2 separate regions of the Gossypium arboreum genome follow, and region 2 is linked to region 1. The links are chromatin contacts, called in public Hi-C maps. All regions are on one chromosome and are shown on one strand. The core of a region is the stretch at or near the end of the contact, and the rest is flanking DNA. Distances in the headings are between cores, read along the strand shown.

Region 1 (3,625 bases), core at 543-3,042:
GTAAAGAAGTTTTATACCTAAAGTGTCTAATTCGAAATTAGGGACTAAATTGAATAAGTTGTAAAACTTGTATTCTAGAAGCTTTTAGTATAAAATTGCTTTAGAATATTAATTATAAGTCCTTAAATAGCAATTTGACCAATTTTTATGATTTTGGACAAAAATGGGCTTATATGGATAAAAATTGAAAGTTTAGTAAAAATGGCATTTTGGTCATTTAGTTAATAAATGAATTAAAAAAGGAAAAATCAAGCAAAAATTTGCTCATCTTCTTCATTAGGCCGAAATTTCAAGGGTTATCCATAGCTAGGGTTTATTTCAAGCTTCCAAGCTCCATAATCAAGAAAGACATGGAATCGACCTTGATCGGGGAAAAGAAAAGATTTCGGACTAAATTGCAACATTTCTATATTTTGCACCGAGTGTCACTAGGCCAGCTCGGGATTCGGAGATCGTCGGAGATCCATCCGCACTATCAATACTTTTTGGTATTTTGTAAACATTATTTGGAGTTATGGCATGTATAGATGACTTGGTTATTTTTGTTATATGTCATAATTAAATTGGCCTAAAATGTTGATCATCAAAATTTAATAGTTCATTTTGTATATGCCTGTTGATGTTAACTAATATTGTTCAGATTATAGGACATGAAAATGTATGTTTAAAAAAAAATAAAATTCTATGTTATGATTTCGTACGTTTGCATGTATTAAGTTTCGGTAATGTCTCGTACCCTGTTCTGGCTTAGAATATGGGTAAGGGGTGTTATAGTTTATTTCACCAATCTATTCACAGGTTGCCTTGCAAAATGCTCTATACAAGTACACTAAAGTTGTAACACCCTAATCAAATCTACCCACAATCTTAAAGTCATTTAGTAGATGAAGATACATGCAATAGACCTTGTTGCCAAACAAATACATTATTGTTAGACTTGCTTGGCAACAAAATTCCTCAAACCATCTAAAGTATCCAAGCTCTAGTGTATCAATCTATTTCCTTCACTGTTGCATGTGGTAGAGGGGGTGATGTGACAAGCCTTCCAACCATGTGCACTTCATGCAACACCGATCTAAGTCCCTTTCGAGTTTATCCATAGATGGGACAACACTCAATAATCGATGGCACTTGTACTCAACATCAACGTCACTAGGTACAATTACCTTGTCAATTGGAAGGCCACTTATAAAATCAACATCTTCATCTACTTTCAACCTTCATCTTTCCAACAATGCAACAAACAATTTGAGGGTGAAATCAAACTTTGCTATCGTAGATGCTATATATAAACCGATATTCTTCAAGCGTTCTATAATACATCTATCTAATTTTAGGAATTTTAAATTGTATCTGATATAAATAACTTAATCATCTCACCGTTAAAAAGATCACAAAAGAATAATATTAAAATTCAAAAATTCTTAAAAGCATTTCTAATAAAGTAAAAAAAAGAATAATTTTTTTACCATATTGATGGTTGTCAACTTCCATTTAGTAGGTTAGTTGAATCAATAACCAAATATATTATTTGGTCAAACAATTAAACTTTGAGCTTGACTTTCGTGAACATCAATGAATTATTAATTATACTTTACATTTAAATCTTTTTTAATAAATTTATTATAAATTCAGATCATATCTATTCTTTTTATATGATATTTAGAATTATTTTAAATTTATATTCTATTGTATTAATAATAATAATTATGCCAATAGAGTTAAAAGTTAATTCACATATTTAAATCTTATAACAAATTGCTAGAATTCCATAAATATTTATTTTTTCCATGACTACATAAAAAAGGTTAGAAAGCTGTATTCCTTTCAAATCCAGTTATATTTGTATTTTATTAATTATCCAAAACATTCTATGTGCCGAAAGTTAAATCAGAATTGTCCAAAAAAGAAAAAAAAGGTTTAAGTCAGAAAAGTTCAAGAGTTCTCACCGAAATGACTTCGACGACTCCAACGAACAGATCCTCTGCCGATGACATCACCAACACCACTCCCTTCCTCTCATCAACAACAACCACCGTGTCACGTCCCGACTCCGCCACGCGTCCATCAGTGCGTCGTCAGAGCCTTCGTGAAGCGGCTCGGTTCATGCGCCGAGCCACAAGCCGAAGATCGATGCGCGAGCCATCTATGCTTGTTCGAGAGACCGCCGCCGAGCAGCTGGAGGAACGCCAGAGCGATTGGGCTTATTCGAAACCCGTGGTGATTCTCGATGTCATCTGGAATTTTGCTTTCGTTGCGGTGGCAGCTGGGGTCTTGTTCTTGAGCCGTGATGAAAACCCCGAGATGCCGTTGAGGCTTTGGATAATTGGGTATGCTTTTCAGTGTTTGTTGCATATGGTTTGTGTTTGTGTGGAGTACAAGCGGCGTAGGAGGCGGCAGAGCATGGAGTATAGTCGATTTAATGCAGGGGAGGATGGTGTTTTGAGCTCGGGATCGGGAGTTGAATCAGAGCAGTACGTAACGTTTGCCCAACTGGAAGAAGATAATGGAAGGTAGACATTTATAATAAAAGCTATATTGGTCTTCGATGATTTAGAAGTTAATGATAGTTTTGGGTTACTTTTCAGATATTGTTTCTTATTGGTTAATTGTTAGGTTAAGATGGAAGATATTACTTATGCAGTGATAACCGAGATTATGTTTCATTAGTCATTTTGGGAATTTTATTTGTGCTTTGTGGAGTTAATTTGAACATTCAAATTCGATATTGAAGTTGTAGTGAGTTATGAGAATCTGCCCTATGTGGTTGGCATTAGTTGAATCAAGTGCTGGAAATCCTTATTATGATCTTTGGCATGTGTGACTGTTTTTCAATGTTCCATGTATATATCTAACCTCACCCATTACAGTGGTAAAAGTATCATGGAGGCCCTTGTAGTAAGAGTTAGATTGCATTTTGCACCCTTTACCCAAAAATTGGGCGAATTAGTCTTTGTACGTTAGATTAAAGAGCAAACTGGTCCTTTTTGTTAAAAATTTCATCCAATTCTACTGTCAAAAACTGGTGTAGCTGCTAGAATAATGCTTATCTCATGATGATGTATAGGGACCAATTTGTAACTGTAGAAATAGATAGATATCTTAACAGAAGGATCATTTTGCCCTTTGATCCAATGTACAGGGACTAATTTGCCCATTTTTTTAGTAGAGGGGCAAAATGCAATCTGACTTCTAATATAAGGGCCTCCATGGTACTTTTACCCGATTATAGCTTATGTTGTATGTGATACTGGAAACCTGTGGTTAGTGGCTAATCATTTCAAATTGATGTTTTCAGCAATGTTGCAAAGCATCTTGAATCTGCAAATACTATGTTTTCATTCGTCTGGTGGATCACTGGATTCTATTGGGTATCTTTAGGTGGCCAAGCATTGGCACATGGCTCCCCCCAGCTTTATTGGTTAGTTCTTGTGTCATTTTTTCGTGCTGATTTTTTGGTGTTTAAAGGTTTACTTGGTAACGCAATCTTAACTCTTTTAATGCTATATTTTCTGCAGGCTTTGTATAATTTTTCTTGCTTTTGATGTGTTCTTTGTTGTTTTCTGCGTTGCTTTGGCATGCATCATTGGCATTGCTGTTTGCTGCTGTCTTCCATGTATTATTG
Region 2 (3,625 bases), core at 421-2,920, 60 kb after region 1:
ATTTTGTCTACATTTTTATAGTTTTTTTTATATTAATCATGGTTTTATTATTAATTATTAATTTTTAGTCATATTTTGCCTTATATATGATATTCGTTTAAGTAAATGTACCACTAGATTTATTGAGAATCATAATAAAATACAATAATGATGATTATAAAATTAGCATCCAAGATGAGAAGGAGTATAGATTATTTGAGACTAGATTTTTATACATCATTGATGCGATAAGTTTTATTATAGTTTCGATTATATTTTTAACACAATGTTTAGAATTATTCATAATCATTTTTAACCCATAAATAGAAAGATAATCCTTTAACACACTCGAACCAACATCCTCTAACAACAATACTCATCCTAATTAAACTAAAACTTAATTAGATTATATTATTATTGCCTGTTAATAATGGTATTTCTTTAAATATATATATATATATATATACAACATTAAACTTGAACTTAAAAGTTACACTTGGCTTTTAAAAGTCAATTAAAAAAAAAGTTTACATTTAAAGCAATGATAGGTGGAATAGCAAAAACCAGAATTTCATGGAAACCAACTCAAAATGGCACCTATAAACCATGAAATCTTGCTTACAGTGCTGGTTTTAGTCAATAAAGTCGGCTGAAAATTATATATATCGTCGGTACATAAAATTGTACATTACTGAAGTAGCAGGGACCAAACAATTAGATTTTCTTTTTGGTTGCTGAGGAAAGTGCTGGGGGATTTCTTGCCTTGTTATTATCAATTTTTCTGGTCGACAGTTCAATATCTTATCGTAAAAAAGTGAATAGTAAAATTTAATATTTATATGTTAGATCAATTAAATTTTAAAACTATTTATAATTTATTTATAAACTCATAAATAAGAAGATAATACTATTTAACACACTTAAATCTATGTTCTACTTTGATAACAATGTTAATACTAATTCAATCAACAGTAATATGTGATACGACTTTTTGATAATTTTGGAAAAAGGTAAAAGAGGAAAGCATTTTGCAATACTTCTTTTTCCCTTTCATTTCCATTAAGGATATATTGTGGTCCTTTGATCTACGACAATTTTCCTTTTCTATGGGGATGGAATTTTCTTTTGTAAGCAAAGAGATGGTATTTGATTCATAAAAGACAAGACCCTAATGTAATGTGGAAAACATGTTTTGGTTTATTTTACTAGTATTAATTAATTCATGGCTTTTTTATATTATTTCGAAATTTTAGTTAGATAAATCTCAAAATTATACATGAACTTTGGTGCGATATGTAATTTTGTACATAAACTTTGATTTTGTGTAAATTTATACATGATATTTTTATTTGACTCAATTTTTATAAATTATTAACATAATTATTAATATAGCGTCATTTTATGTTTATATATTACATACACATGAAATTATATTTAATCAATATAAAAATAAATTGATGTATTTATTTCTTTATATATAATTACAATAAATTAAATTTTATGTATCAAATTACATATTTTTAATCTTTCTCATTATTAATGCTCATTTAATAGGTGCAACCTAACCAAATTCCAAGAAACATTATTATTCTCAATGGCTAAAGAAAGGGTTGGTGGTATGCACACCATTAAACAAAGCTTTAAACCTAGGAAAAGGGCAACAACAGGAGTTAAACAAGTTTCCCCCACTAGGGGGATTTGAAGTTTCCACAAGAGCAAAACAGGTTTAAAGACATAACAACAACCATCAAGCACAAGAAAACTAAAAAAACTTGGTGAAACGTAAAACATTAAAAAAAAAAAAACATAAAAACAAACTGTTCTTGAAGTTTGAAAAGACCCATCAATAGGTCGAGCATCAAACAACTCTATCAAGAAAATTGATGCCTTTAATCAAAGATGATAGATGCATGGATAAAGTAAAATTTATTAACTTAAATTCATCAAAGATACTGCTTACGACGGGTTTTTTTATGGATCTAGTAGGTAAACATAAATGGAAAGTGTTAATAAGCTTAGAAGAGTTTTAAGTGTTAAGGAGTAAAGCACAAACGTCTACTCCTTTTAAAATTCAAGCCCATTTAGAGTACTCGACTCATTTGGATTCATTTAGTTTTTGTTTAGGCTTTTAGGGTGTTTCTTTAGGCCATGGAAATTTTTTATGCCTTTAGTTCATAGTCTTTCATTTGTTTTCCAAGTTCTAGGGGTTGGGAATTTTGAGAGAGTTTAAGCTTCTTTAGATATGTGTTGATCTTATCCATCAAAGTTTAGTCTCTTGAGTGCTCTCAAGATGTGTATGAGACTCTAAATAAGTTATTTTCAAACCCTTTATAATTTATAAAATTTTCAATTAATAATAGTAAGATTGAACTTAGACTACTCAAAAATAATAAAAATTAATGTAATTCTTTAAAATTATAAATATATAGACTATTAAAATGATGAAATTACATTTTTATTATTATAAAATATATAATTTAATTCCGACCCTTTAAAAATTACTTTTTAATTCTGTTTTTTTCTTTATTTTTGCTTTTCTTATTTCACTTTACTAATCTTGGATTTCATCTTTTAATTTCTAATTTCTAACTTTGGATTTCAGTTGAATTTGATCAGGCTCTTTAGAGCAAGCAAATCTCTTTCTTCCAAATTCTTATCCAAGTTGAATCTAGCCTTGTTTCAATCTCTGTTCTTATCTTTATTCCAATTATTCAATCTTTGATTTAATTTTAGTCTCGAATTGTTCTCTCATTTTCATTTTCAAGTTCTTCTCTCAATTATAACATTATTCAAACAACTTTATTCGATCTTAGATAGAGTTATTAGAATCCATACGTAACTTCAAAGTCTCAACCTTACTTCAATCCCTAACTTTTAAATTATAAAACTTCGGTAGATTAAACTTTAATAAGAGGGGCAAGTTAATGGTTTAAAACTTTTTTTTTTAAATTACACAATCGATGTGATCTGACTTTAATTATCTACCTTCGTTAATTTAGTGCAACTTACCTAAGATTTTTCTCACTCATTACTTTAAATTGCTACTTTTGAAGAACAGGATAACCATCACAATATCTATCTTTTACCGCTAATATAAAAACCACTTCTGTAACAGACTAATTTTCAGTGGTATCGGGAATAGAGATTTGAGATCACCAAATCCGACGGGTGAGTTAAAAATTTAATAAATTAATACCTATGAGTCAAATGCGAATATAAAAGCATTTTTGAATTATTGAATTTGGTGATTTAAAAGAATTAATTAGGTAAATTGGGTCGAGAATGAGGTATCGAGACCTCAACTTCATAAATCGAGCCATAAATATTTTTAGAAATATTTATGGAGTGTTGGTGAGGTAGTATTAAAACTTAGTCAAGAAATTTTGACGTTTGGGTGGTTAATTAAATAAAAAGGACTAAATTGAAAAGGGTGTAAAAGTTGCTAGAAGGATTAAATAGCTCAATTGTCAAATGAGGAAGGACCTAAAGTGAAAATAGTCCTAAAGGAGATATTTTGGGCCGCAATAGCTGAGAAAAATCAGGAAATGGATGAAATAAGGGCAAAATTGGAAAATTTCCAAAATTGGCTAAATAAAAATGGGACTAAATTGGAATATCTAGAATTCTCTTCATTTTCTCTTCATAT

Evidence for each region. Hi-C and Micro-C count contacts between places; a contact is called where the count stands out from the background.
Region 2: a Hi-C map of leaf shows a contact between it and region 1, with 3 times the contacts expected there. The contact joins the enhancer-like site here to the promoter of LOC108483712 in region 1. A contact is called at or near these places in 3 of 5 Hi-C or Micro-C datasets (all in leaf).

The regions. Positions count from the first base shown.
Region 1 is chr1:3,213,592-3,217,216 of ASM2569848v2, forward strand. It overlaps LOC108483712 (E3 ubiquitin-protein ligase At4g11680-like), which reads left to right and starts at 1,793. Exons shown (of 5, transcript XM_017787268.2): 1 at 1,793-2,513; 2 at 3,299-3,421; 3 at 3,519-3,625. The coding sequence starts at 1,954.
Region 2 is chr1:3,274,146-3,277,770 of ASM2569848v2, forward strand. No RefSeq gene overlaps it. Among protein-coding and RNA genes, the nearest start is that of LOC108483795, 6.1 kb to the right of the region's middle. Within about 2 kb of position 1,671, at least 2 of the 2 cell types and tissues checked have an H3K27ac peak or open chromatin away from gene starts, as enhancers often do. A contact at or near this core is called in leaf, where this site is marked.